Linked DNA regions of Mus musculus: regions 2 and 3 are each linked to region 1. The links are chromatin contacts, called in public Hi-C maps. All regions are on one chromosome and are shown on one strand. The core of a region is the stretch at or near the end of the contact, and the rest is flanking DNA. Distances in the headings are between cores, read along the strand shown. Region 1 overlaps Slc22a23 (solute carrier family 22, member 23). Region 2 holds the start of Fam50b (family with sequence similarity 50, member B). Region 3 has its middle 44 kb from the start of Gm40909.

Region 1 (3,862 bases), core at 957-3,456:
AAGGTTTAGCTGAATTCTCTGCAGAGTAAACAGCCTTATTAAATTGTATGGTTCCTTACTGGCCAAGTTTTGTCATGTTGGAATTCTAATGCTGCCTCTCTACTTTGAAACAAAACTGTCTTTACAGCAGAAGAATCCATAGATTGATCTAGAAATCGATAGATTTGAGCTGTGGCTTGAGTCCCTCAGATGACTGTGACCACAATAGATGACTTAAATTCTGTCAGCTTCTAGTCTCTTCCTCTGAAATTAGAGGGTGAATTTTCTAATGTGTTCAAAGCATAGGCCCATTCCTGAAATAAATGGTGGTGGTGTGTGGGGGGGGGGGGGAAGGTTAGGAAGAACAAAAACGCAGAGAAACCCTTCCAGTTTGAGTATTTCACAACCTTAGAATCCTAAATTCAACCACTAGCATTGGCAGAATTCCATCCTGCGGAGGTGGAGGTCACATGGAGTGGCTACAAAGGCCAGCTGAGACAAGGTGAAGTGACTGGGTGGGATTAATGGTTAACAGTTTGTCTTTCTGTGGTCTAAGCCCTTGCTTTCCTGTCAACAGCCTGGCCTCACCTGCCCCATCTGCATTTTCCTTCCTCACTGGACATTTACTGGTTTAGGAAAATCTTGGGATCCTGTTATACCCTCCAGGATTCCCTGTTCTCACCTGCAAAGACAGGACAGGACAGAACAGGACAGGGCAGGGCAGGACAGGACAGGGCAGGACACAGAGATGAGGCTGAAATTCCTAGAAAGAGTTTGGGATTATAAGAAAGTAATGTGGGACAAACTCTCAGACAACAACCCCTAGCCCCCACCCTAGAATGAAAGTAAAATAATGGAATAAATCAATCCCTTTGAAAACAAATAAAGAGTTCCAGGCTTCTTGAAAACATTCAAACATATACGGGGAAAGTGAGACCATACCTGGTTTGCCAAGTTTAACTGTTAATGAAATTAAATCATTCATTTGCCTGAGAAGAGAGGCATACACTTTAAATTATATAATGCCATAGAACTGCTCTGTTAATGACTCTTATTCAAATCACTGTGCCATGTCAGATTTGTTCTATTTCAAATAATTCTTTTTTTTGGCAACTCACGTAAAAGCTACTTCTTCCTTTATTCCTTCCTTGTTAAACATTTGAGGGCCAGGGAAATAGTAACTTGTCAATTTGGGTATATATTAAACCCTAGGCACCATTAGGCTCTGAGGTTGTATAGGCACACAATTTCCTGTCTCCCAGGACACTCAGAGTTTAAGAAGGGAAGATCAGGAATGTATTCTGATTGCACTAAGAGCATTAGCACCAGAAAGAAACTCGTGAGCTTTGGCTTTCGTGTTCATTATCTAATGAAGGTTCTTAAAGACCAGAGGAGCCTAGTGCCTTCTGGATACTGTGGATCATTAGAGTTTGGCTGGAGCCTACTGTGTTTTGGATACCGAAGGTCATTAGAACCTGTCTGGAGTCTGGATCATGACTAGCAAAACCTGAGAAGTAGTCTGGGGCACCACACAAAAATTCTGTCCTCCATGAACTTAGGATAGCAAGTCAATAAAGTAGCCCAAGCAAGAGAGGAAACCCTTTCAATGTTTGATTTAGAGGAATCACTCAGGTTGCAGATGTAAGCAGGCCAACATTGCAGGCCAAGCTAGGAACTGGGAGCCTGCTGCAGTATCTGTGTAAGGAAGAGGAGGTAAATCAAGGCCAGGGCTTGGGCAAGGTGGAATCTGAAGTCTGAGAAGAACACAGAAAGATGAGCACATATCTGCTTGTACCTGGATAGATGTGTGCATGGGTATGCATACATGCATATGTGTTTTCCCACAAAGTGTGAGAGATTCAAAATTTGATTCCAAGTCCTACTGAGTTTGGAGCTACTGACCACTCTTTCTCTTTTGGAGTGTGAGAAGAGAAGATGATGGCTTGTGTTTTAGGAAGGTGGTTCCCTAAGAGCATCTTCCAGGTTTGTTTTAGTAAGTGCTTCACAATTCAGAGTCTCAGCAACAAGGAATGTGGGTCCTCAGCATAAAGTAGGAGCTGAAGGCTGTGAACATAGTTGAGATCACCTAGGGACCAGAGTGTGGGGGAGTCATGGGTGCAGGTGAAGAACTGGTTGAGCAAGCCAGGAAGGAATGCCCTCAGAAGCTACTGGTGAGTCAGATAAGCTGGTAAACAGGGAGGCAAGGAAGGGGCAGCATGTTTTCCAATGATGCAAGACACGGAACAGTGTCCTTTGGATGAAGCAATAAATGCCTGGTATGTCAGGGGTAACTGTGGCAAAGGCAGCTTTAATTCAGTTTAGTGATTTAATGTGAAATACTTTAAGCATAGGGTGTAATTCCTGTCAGCCTCAGAATATTACCTTGTTCTTGTGTCGTATGTCTTGCTAAGTAGCTTACAATCCTTTTCAACTTTTGCAAAACATATATATATATATATATATCTCAAAAGTTTTACCACTTCAACCATTCTTAAGAGTCATAATTTATACTTAATGTGACTCATCCACATCTTTGTACAGAAGGATAATTTTTTATATTAACCATTGTTTGTTATTATTGGGTAGAAGAAAACTGGATTATAAGGTATGTCAATAATGACTTTTCCTTCAGGTCCCTAAAGCACATTCCTATGTGCTTCCTAGACATCTAGACACATAGCCCAGGTGCAGTTGTATTTTTGGTTGATGTTGTGTTGTCCACACTCAAAGGCAATGTATGACAAATCACCATGCTCATTACCTGCTTCTCTCCTACGTGCACCCAAGGATGCACACACATGCACGACTTCTTGTAAGCAGCTCATAAAGAGCTGGATCTAGCCATCATTTGGTCCCTAACCCAAGCCTACTGCTCTCTAGTTGTCTTGAATGAGTCAGTTTTCTCACCTCTGAGAACTCATGCAGATGGTGGAGAGGATGAAGGCAGTCATCAAGATGTGTTTGTCCTTAGCTAGTGTGTGTGCACCCAGTGACAAGACAGAGAGTGACACTATTCTGCTGAAGGCAGGATTCCTCCATGGAGACAACCAGCTGCTCCTCCTCTCCCAGGACCTGTGGGTGAGGGCTTCTTTGGCTCACAGCAGGCATGGGACTCTAGGTGAGAAAAGAGACTGGGCTAAGGGGAGTCCCCAGCTTAGCAGTGCAAAGCAGGCTCACTGAGGTGTGCAGAGAGAGAGAGAGAGAGAGAGAGAGAGAGAGAGAGAGAATGAATTTGCTTTGTAATTGCCCCTTTTAGCCCCCCAAGTTTGTGTGTGTGTGTGTGTGTGTGTGTGTGTGTGTGTAAGAGGTAAGAGTTCTAACACTTTAAAATCTAGAAACATTCTCCTGGGCCAGCATAATATCACTAATCATGAACCAACTTATAAAAGTACAGAAGAAAGCAGAAGTAGCTACTTTTAAGTTTCCATATATTCAAAGCAGCTCTACTTCATTCCCTAAATTATTGATCCTTAGTGTCGTAAATATTCCAGTCATCCATTTCCTCCATATTTATTTTATTTTATTTTATTTTATTTTATTTTATTTTATTTGTGATACTGGGGATTAGGGGTGGGGTGGGGTGGGGTGTAGACCCAGGGCTTTAATTGTATCAAACCAGTGCTTTACCACTGAGCTATAGTCCTCACTTCCCTGCAACCTCCACCAGCACGTTGAATGTGTGTGTGTGTGTGTGTGTGTGTGTGTGTGTGTCTGTCTGTCTGTCTGTCTGTCTGTCTGTCTGTGTTATACAATTTCAGAGACAGGGTCTAGCTCTGTAGCTTGGAATGGGCTTTTGTTTACAGCATCCTCACCCCTCAACTGTGCAGTGCTGGGATTACAGGCATTCACCATGACTCGCTTCCTTTTCTATATTTTTAAAATA
Region 2 (3,862 bases), core at 505-3,004, 440 kb before region 1:
ATTGGTTTCTCCTTGCTTTGCCCACTAATTGTGGACAGGTTGCGGTTAAAAATGGTAAATTGTCCTTTCAGGTAAGTCAATCAGGGTCTGCCCTTGAGCTGGGCAGGTGGAATCAAAATCATAGCATACATGAAAGAAAAGCATTTTGATCACTCATAATACAGGGAAGATGGAATTGGAACCTTTTGTTTTCTCTGAAGATAAGATCACAAAAGCATTACCTTATAAAGAGACAATGACATCGTAGTGTCAATAGACTGTATTTCAGTCAGTCAGCTTTCCGATACTGTAACAACATGCCTGAGATGAGAGCTTATGTGGGGAGTGAGGTTACTTTGACTCATATTTCTGAGAGCTTCACCTTATGGTCAATTGACCTCACTGTTTGGAGGCTGTAGTGAAGCAGTATGTCATAGCAGGAGTGCATAGCAGAGGAAGCTATGACAGGACAGCCAGGAAGCAGAGAGAAAGAGAAGGGCACCAGTGTCTCACAGTCCCCATTAGGTCCCACAACTTCAACATTCTACTGCAATCTAGAAGTGTCAATCTGGGACCAACACATTCCACTCCAAGTCTAGAGGACAGAAATGCTAGATACTATAGGAACTCTGGGGAGCCCTCTGAAATAAATTCCAGCACCATGGGATGAAGAAAGCATTTATCTAAGTCCTCCTTCCTAGTCTCTGTGGCTGATAGTCACTCTGGGTATCAACAGTTCTATATGTCAAGTTTACTGCCTCTGCATTGGAGTAGTCAGAGAGAGGGGGGGGAGAGGGAGAGAGAGAGGGAGAGAGAGAGAGAGGGAGGGAGAGAGGGAGAGAGAGAGAGGAAAGAGGGAGAGAGAGAGGGGGAGGGAGGGAGGGAGGGAGAGAGAGAGAGAGGGGGGGGGGAGAGAGAGAGAACAGACATCCTCAGGTACCCAGCATGAAGACACTTGGCTATAACCACCTACTGCTGCAGTGGCAGAAAAGAGGAGTTCAGAGCAATCTAGCAGAGACAAGAAGCCTTCAGTATGCTTTCAGTACTATAAGCTAACAGTATCAGACCTGAGTTAAGGAGGTGAGACTCATGTAATGGTTAATCTTGTCAACTAACAGGATTTGGAACCTTAGGATACACAGCTCTTGGCATGTTGTCTGGTGGGAGTATTTTCAGAAAGATTTAACTGAGGAAAGACAAACCATCTTGAACATGGCCTTACCATGCCCATGGGCGTGAGTCTCAGACCTAGTAGAAAGGAGAAATAGGGAAAGGCAGATGAACGCAGTCCTTATCTTGCTCGGCTTTCTGACTACAGAAACAACATGACTCCGTGCTTCTGCCAACTTGCTGTCAGGATTAAATGTGAGTCAAACAGTCAATCAAAATAAACCCTTTCCTCCTCCTTAGGTTGCTTTTGACACAGCAGTGAAAAGCAACCAATAGAGAGAACAAGCCCCAATTTCTATTTTCCTAGTGCATATGTCATAGCCCTTTAAGGCATCTTCCTCCTTCCTGCTAGTTTGTGATTCCTAAATTACAATAAAAATGTTGATATTATGTCACCGATAGGGCTCATTAGTCTCCCCTGCTTGCAGGATAATGGACAAATTCCTTTCCTCTAACATTCAACTCCCTTCACAATTGGTTTTACTCGAGTTTAAAGAGCTGTACCTCCCACATCTGCCCCAGCTGGATTCAAGCCAGTCCCCTCACCTTTTGATGTATGAGCCAAGACTCTTCCTTCTGGTGCTTTTGCGAATATTGTTTGTTCTAACTGACACAGAAAATATGCAAAACATTGGCCAACTGCTAGGGCAGGCTCTAACCAATCAGGACAGAGATTGGGCCAATCAGGTGGTGGTCATGTATAACTGCCGACTTGGACTGACTGATGGATGCAGTCCTGCTGCCAGCGTCTGATCTCCTGACAACTGAAATGCAATCCTCCCATGAAGTTTTCCTGGACTGTCGTTGCTCACTTGGGCCTTTGATTATTACAGATTAAATTTTTGTGTGTAGGTTGTTACTAAAGAGTTTACGTGATACACTAGTCTGAAAGTATTGGCACTCTCCAGACAGCATGATTTTATTGCCTTTTCATACAATAACTCATTAGTGATCTTAGCTACAGAGGAGACAGAAAGCTCTGACTCCATTTTGCATGTGGTATAGTATGGTTGATCAGAATAACTTTCAGGTTTTAGAAAAGCTTTTTAATTTCAAAATTTTATAAGGATATAAAATGATAGAACTTTATTCCTCAATAAATAAATAAATAGAAAAAAAAAGAGAAAATATTTCAGAGCTCACAACTTCAGTGTGGTGTTGTCTTAAAACTATTGAATATGGGGAAACTCTACAAAAGCCCTCTAACTGGGGCAAGAAACCTAGTAATTTCTTTCATGTGTGAGCTACTCAATTTCAAGGGATTTCAAATTTCTATGAAATGTTCTTCTTTGTTTGTTTGCTGTGTTTTTGTTTTTGTTTTTGAGACAGAGTCTTCCTATGCAGCCCAGGCTAGCCTCTAACTTCCAATCTTCCTGCCTCAGCCTCCATTAGCAGTGGATATGCTACACCATGACTCAATTCTTTAAAGTGCTCTTTAAATAGCTGTTGGATACATTCCTGGAAGCCACCCAATACCACAATGACTAACAACATTTTAATCTTGACACTCCTACTGAGGGGTCTTGCCCTCGAATCTCTTAGTCTCTGTCCCCTGAGTCTGCTTGGTGAGCTGGTTATATTCACAGGAAGGCTTACTAATTGCCATGTTCTTTCCTGGGCTATTTCTCTTTTCAGTCTGATGCCCACTGTAAAATGTCCAGCCCAGCAGCTATGTCCTGCGCTGCAATCATAATAGCCAGACATGAGCATGTTTGCCTCCATTTGATCGAGCTTCTGATGGTTGTTAGGCATCCATCTGGTAAGGGATAATTTTGGGAAAAGCCGTTGTATTTTCCTTCTGGGTGATGAGACTAAAACTAAGCTATCTAAGAGTGGGGCATTTGTGTAGTATAGGTTCTTCTCCATGTGGTATGGAGCAGTATGCCTCTTTGCTGTAGCAGCACGGGCCCCGTTCTGCTATTGGTTGATAAGACATGATACTCAGACTGAGCAAGTTGCCTTAGGGGAAAGTAAGGGAAATCCATGGGATCGATCCTGGTAGCACTGTCTTATGGGCTGATATATTTCCCTAATGAATGTGGCCCATCAAGGGAGTATATATAGGGACTGCCTTAGAATGGCTGATGGACCAGAGAATATACTGAAGTCCCTGAAAGCGCTGTGTGTACCGAACAGGATTATATGGAAGACAGGCAGAAATTTCACTGCTCCCGCGGGAGGTAATAAGACAATTGAGGCAGGCTCAGCTGTCTGCTCAGAGAGAGCTTACCCAGATTAGAAAGAATGATAGTTTGAAAATAAAATGCTGATGCCAACTTTCACCTTAGCCTCCAAATTGTCAGGTAATATGGAGGAAAGGGGGTGGGTGGGCGGTGTCAAACTGACTTAGAAAAGGTAGTGAGAAGAGATGAGGATAGGCTTGCCATTTCTTATTGCTTGGGGAAGGCACGAGGGAAAGAGGGTACAAGTTAGATCTGCACTAAACGGTTCCTGCTTTGATCCAAAAAGCTTGGACCACATATGAAGAACCAGGCAGTGAGAGGGGAGGAAGTGAGTTTGAAATGATGGTGAGGAGGCTGAGCATGAGTGAGGCAGTGTGTGATGCACAGTCCACTGAGCCAGGCAGGACTGTCTTCTCCAGAGACTTGAGATGGTAATTAATTGAGCAGGGACCTCAGGGTGGGGCTTTTGTAGTTCTGTGACACCCCTCCCCCCTCCCCCCGGCACACACACACTGCAAAAGCTTTCATTT
Region 3 (3,862 bases), core at 672-3,171, 260 kb before region 1:
AGATGTTTGTAGCTGGAGAGAGAAGCCTCTTCGTAGGGAAAATGTGGAATAATGGGTAGGAGTAGGGGAGGGAGAGACGACGCTGCGACAGGATTGTATTTGCCAGAAGAAATGCATAAAAATCACACAATATGTACTCACTGATAAGTGGATATTAACCCAGAAACTTAGGATACCCAAGATGTAAGATACAATTTGCTAAATGCATGAAACTCAAGAAGAACGAAGACCAAAGTGTGGACACTTTGCCCCTTCCTAGAAGTGGGAACAAAACACCCATGAAAGGAGTTATAGAGACAAAGTTTGGAGCTGTGACGAAAGGATGGACCATCTAGAGACTGCCATACCTGGGGATCCATCCCATAATCAGCTTCCAAACGCTGACACCATTGCATACACCAGCAAGATTTTGCTGAAAGGACCCAGATATAATATAGCTGTCTCTTGTGAGGCTATGCCGGGGCCTAGCAAACACAGAAGTGGATGCTCACAGTCAGCTATTGGATGGATCACAGGGCCCCCAATGGAGGAGCTAGAGAAAGTACCCAAGGAGCTAAAGGGAACTGCAACCCTATAGGTGGAACAACAATAGGAACTAACCAGTACCCCAGAGCTCTTGACTCTAGCTGCATATGTATCGAAAGATGGCCTAGTCGGCCATCACTGGAAAGAGAGGCCCATTGGACTTGCAAACTTTATATGCCCCAGTACAGGGGAACGCCAGGGCCAAAAAGTGGGAGTGGGTGGGTAGGGGAGTTGGGGGGAGGGTATGGGGACTTTTGGGATAGCATTGGAAATGTAAATGAGGAAAATACCTAATAAAAATATTAAAAAAGAAAATAATATTACAAGAAATTATCCAATTAATAAAAAGAAATGCATAAAAAACACAGAGTGCAATATACTAAAATTATTATTGAAAACACAACTACCAAAAATTCAGCTTCTTCAGAGAATTGATTCATAAGAGAGAATCTGTATCATAGGTGTGCTTTGAAAGGATGGGAGAGAATGAAAGCCAGGAACATTCAACTAGGAAGAACCGCTGTAATTTCAGTAGAAGACTTCTGGCCTGGGATTGACTATATGCTGTGCCATAAGAACCAAGGAGGCTGTGAAGTCACATAATGCAAGATGGGCAAGCACTATCAGAAACATCTTGGGTTCGTTGTGTTAGTTGACTTGGAACTAATTTTCACTGTTGCACATTCAGAAACCTTTTACTATTGCTGTTTCCCTCCCCTGCCTTCTGTTATGCAACCACATGTAAGGCTGGACCCTGCCTATCCCAAGAAAGCGTCTTTGGTATTCAGATTCCTGATGGAAGGCATGACAATTCTGTATTCTGTAGCTTGATCATCACTGTCAGCTAAGGGCTAAGAGCAGAGAGCAAGGGAAACAACTGAGAACAAAAAGACCCGCCACATTTTGTTTTAGACCTCTGCAAGATCTGCAAACATTGCTGGTAAGTTTGCGTACATTTCCAGATGTCTGATAGGAAAGGAATCTTCTTGATCTTCTGCCCTGAGTAAATATTATCTGTGTAAACAGCTGTCTGTGCTACACAGACACACGATTGCATTAGGATGGGAGGGAGAGGCCCTGGAAGGTTGGCTGGTCTTGAAGATCGAACTTTTCTCTCTATCTAAAGCAAAGATCTCCAACTCCTTCCCAAAGGGAATGTTAGTTTTAAAGTCACCCACAAGGATTCTGCCTTGCATGCTTTGATGGAGGAAATAAAATTTGTGGACTGAAACACTCACTTTCCTGATATCAAATAAAATGGAGTTTCTCCAACAAGCACTGAATTGATTTTTTTTTTTTTTTTTTTTTTTTTTTTGGTCCAGGAGATAAGATAAATGTGTCTCAGGTTTTGTAACCACTGTTTGACAAGATTTGTAAGACCAACCACAGCTGTCACATGCCAATAGGGGAAGAAACCTGAGGATACATTTGTATGCGTCATATCCCAGGGAGTCAGATACAGTCTTGGAAAAGTGCATTTAACTGTGCACTTTTTAAGTATCAAAGCATTTTCATTTTCTTTTCAGCCTCTGGAAGGCTATGTTTTTGTCATAAATTCAGTATAAGGCAGAGGTAGAATGGCCACAAAACAGAACCACAAATGAACCATTTGAGTAGGGAGATGAACCAAGTTTCTATTCATTTCTAAATTATCATAATTATCAACTTGACACACTAGGGAAGGGGGAAACTCAACTGAAGAATTGTCTCCTTCAGGGTTAGCTTTGGGTACATCTGAGAGGCGTTTTGTTGGTTGTTCATTGATGTGGGAGAGCCCAGCCCACTATATGTGGTGCCATTTGTGGGCAGGTGAGCCTGAGTTGTGTAAGAAAGCAGGCTAAGCAAGCCATGAGAATCTAGCCAGTAAGCAGTGTTCCTCCAGGGTCTCTGCTTCAGTTCCTGCTTCCAGACTCCTGCCTTGAATTCCTGCTTTAGCTTTCCCCCATGGTAGACAGTAACCTGTAAGTTAATTAAGCCCTTTCTTCTCCAAGTTGCTTTTGGCCAGTGTTTTATCACAGAAACAGAAAGCAAACAAGGATACCATAAAACTACTCAGACAGGGAGCTAGGCTGTGGGATAAGCCAGAATTCAATGCTCTTGCCGAGGGCTACAATTATATCTTCTGTATTTCTCTGTATCATACCAACTACAGAACTAGTCAATGATGCTTGTTGAAAGCATTCTTGTTTTCACATCTAGTCTGCCTCACAAGTTTCTATAGTACAGTTGAGCTTTACTACATGGAGAGTGTAGTTCAGGGGTAGAGTGCTTCACCAGCGCTTGAGAGACCCTCAATTTAATCTCCTACATTGGGTAGGAGGCAGCCAATGACCCATAGCCAGTGAGTAGCTTGTATTGGATGAATGAGGACGTGTAGCTCAAGGGATATGATTCTTTATAGAAGACTTCTTTATAAGTTACCTAGGCAGGGTTTATGAACATATGTGGAGAACTGGCCCATTGTGCATGATTGCCAGAAGCAAAATGTATTGCTTGCCTATCGTAGTGGCAAGGGACCAGACAATACGAAGGAAAGATTTATTTTGGTTCAGTTCATCATGAAAGTGGCAAAGCAGAGCATCTCCATAGTGTTGGGCGAGTGAGATGGAGCCCCTCACATGGCAGCTGGACAAGGAAATAGAAAGCTCAGGCTGGAGCCTTCAAGCCCTGCCGACCATGACAAGGTCCTGTCAGCTAAGCCATATATCCTGAAGGTTCCAAAACCTCCCAAAGCAGTGCTATCAGTTGGGAACCAAATGTTCAAACACATGAGCCGGTAGGTAATATTTTATATTCATTTGGCCAATGTTATTCTATCTCCAGTCCACATGGGTTCATTGCCATCTCATGATGAAAATCACATTAATTTCTATTTTAAAATAGCCCGCAAGTCTTAACACTACTGAACACTCCAAAGTTCAAAGTGTCTTCTAAGAATTCAGTCTCTTAGCTGTGAGTCCCAGTGAGGGGTAAAAGAAATTCTAACACACAAGAGCACCAAGTAAACATTCTCATTCTGAAAGACAGGAATGGGGTCCAGGAAATATTTGACCAAAGCAAGAGTATAACCCAGAAGAACAAACATTAAAGCCAGAGCAAAGTGAAAGTGGTGGCATCTCCTGAACTCCAACAGACTTAGGTAGCCCTGTTCCCAGGGACCTGCCATCTGCAGCACACATGAATTCTCTTTTGAGCCAGTGTCACTCAGGGCCTGTAGGTTTCCTTGAGATATTCTTGTTATCTCTGACATCCTGGGGTAGCCATTAGAACTTACATTTCACCTTTGCAGCTTAATGCATTGATCTCTTGGGGTCTCTATGAATGGAATCTGACCCTG

Evidence for each region. Hi-C and Micro-C count contacts between places; a contact is called where the count stands out from the background.
Region 2: a contact with region 1 is called in a Hi-C map of liver, with 3 times the contacts expected there. The contact joins the promoter of Fam50b here to the enhancer-like site in region 1. A contact is called at or near these places in 2 of 39 promoter capture datasets (both in liver), 2 of 484 Hi-C or Micro-C datasets (both in liver), 1 of 115 datasets of contacts at active chromatin or transcription factors (pancreatic cancer cells) and 1 of 9 other capture datasets (embryonic stem cells).
Region 3: a contact with region 1 is called in a Hi-C map of liver, with 4 times the contacts expected there. The contact joins two enhancer-like sites. A contact is called at or near these places in 4 of 484 Hi-C or Micro-C datasets (liver and nephron progenitors) and 2 of 115 datasets of contacts at active chromatin or transcription factors (the NIH/3T3 cell line and pancreatic cancer cells).

Annotation. Positions count from the first base shown.
Region 1 is chr13:34,288,850-34,292,711 of GRCm38.p6, reverse strand. The region is part of intron 3 of Slc22a23 (solute carrier family 22, member 23); the gene reads left to right. Among named protein-coding and RNA genes, the nearest start is that of Slc22a23, 54 kb to the left of the region's middle. RefSeq lists an enhancer at 2,219-3,862. Within about 2 kb of position 2,206, at least 31 of the 459 cell types and tissues checked have an H3K27ac peak or open chromatin away from gene starts, as enhancers often do. A contact at or near this core is called in liver, where this site is marked.
Region 2 is chr13:34,732,742-34,736,603 of GRCm38.p6, reverse strand. Fam50b (family with sequence similarity 50, member B) reads right to left here and starts at 1,754. Exons shown (of 2, transcript NM_001382856.1): 1 at 1,696-1,754.
Region 3 is chr13:34,548,375-34,552,236 of GRCm38.p6, reverse strand. No RefSeq gene overlaps it. Among named protein-coding and RNA genes, the nearest start is that of Gm40909, 44 kb to the right of the region's middle. Within about 2 kb of position 1,921, at least 4 of the 459 cell types and tissues checked have an H3K27ac peak or open chromatin away from gene starts, as enhancers often do. A contact at or near this core is called in liver, where this site is marked.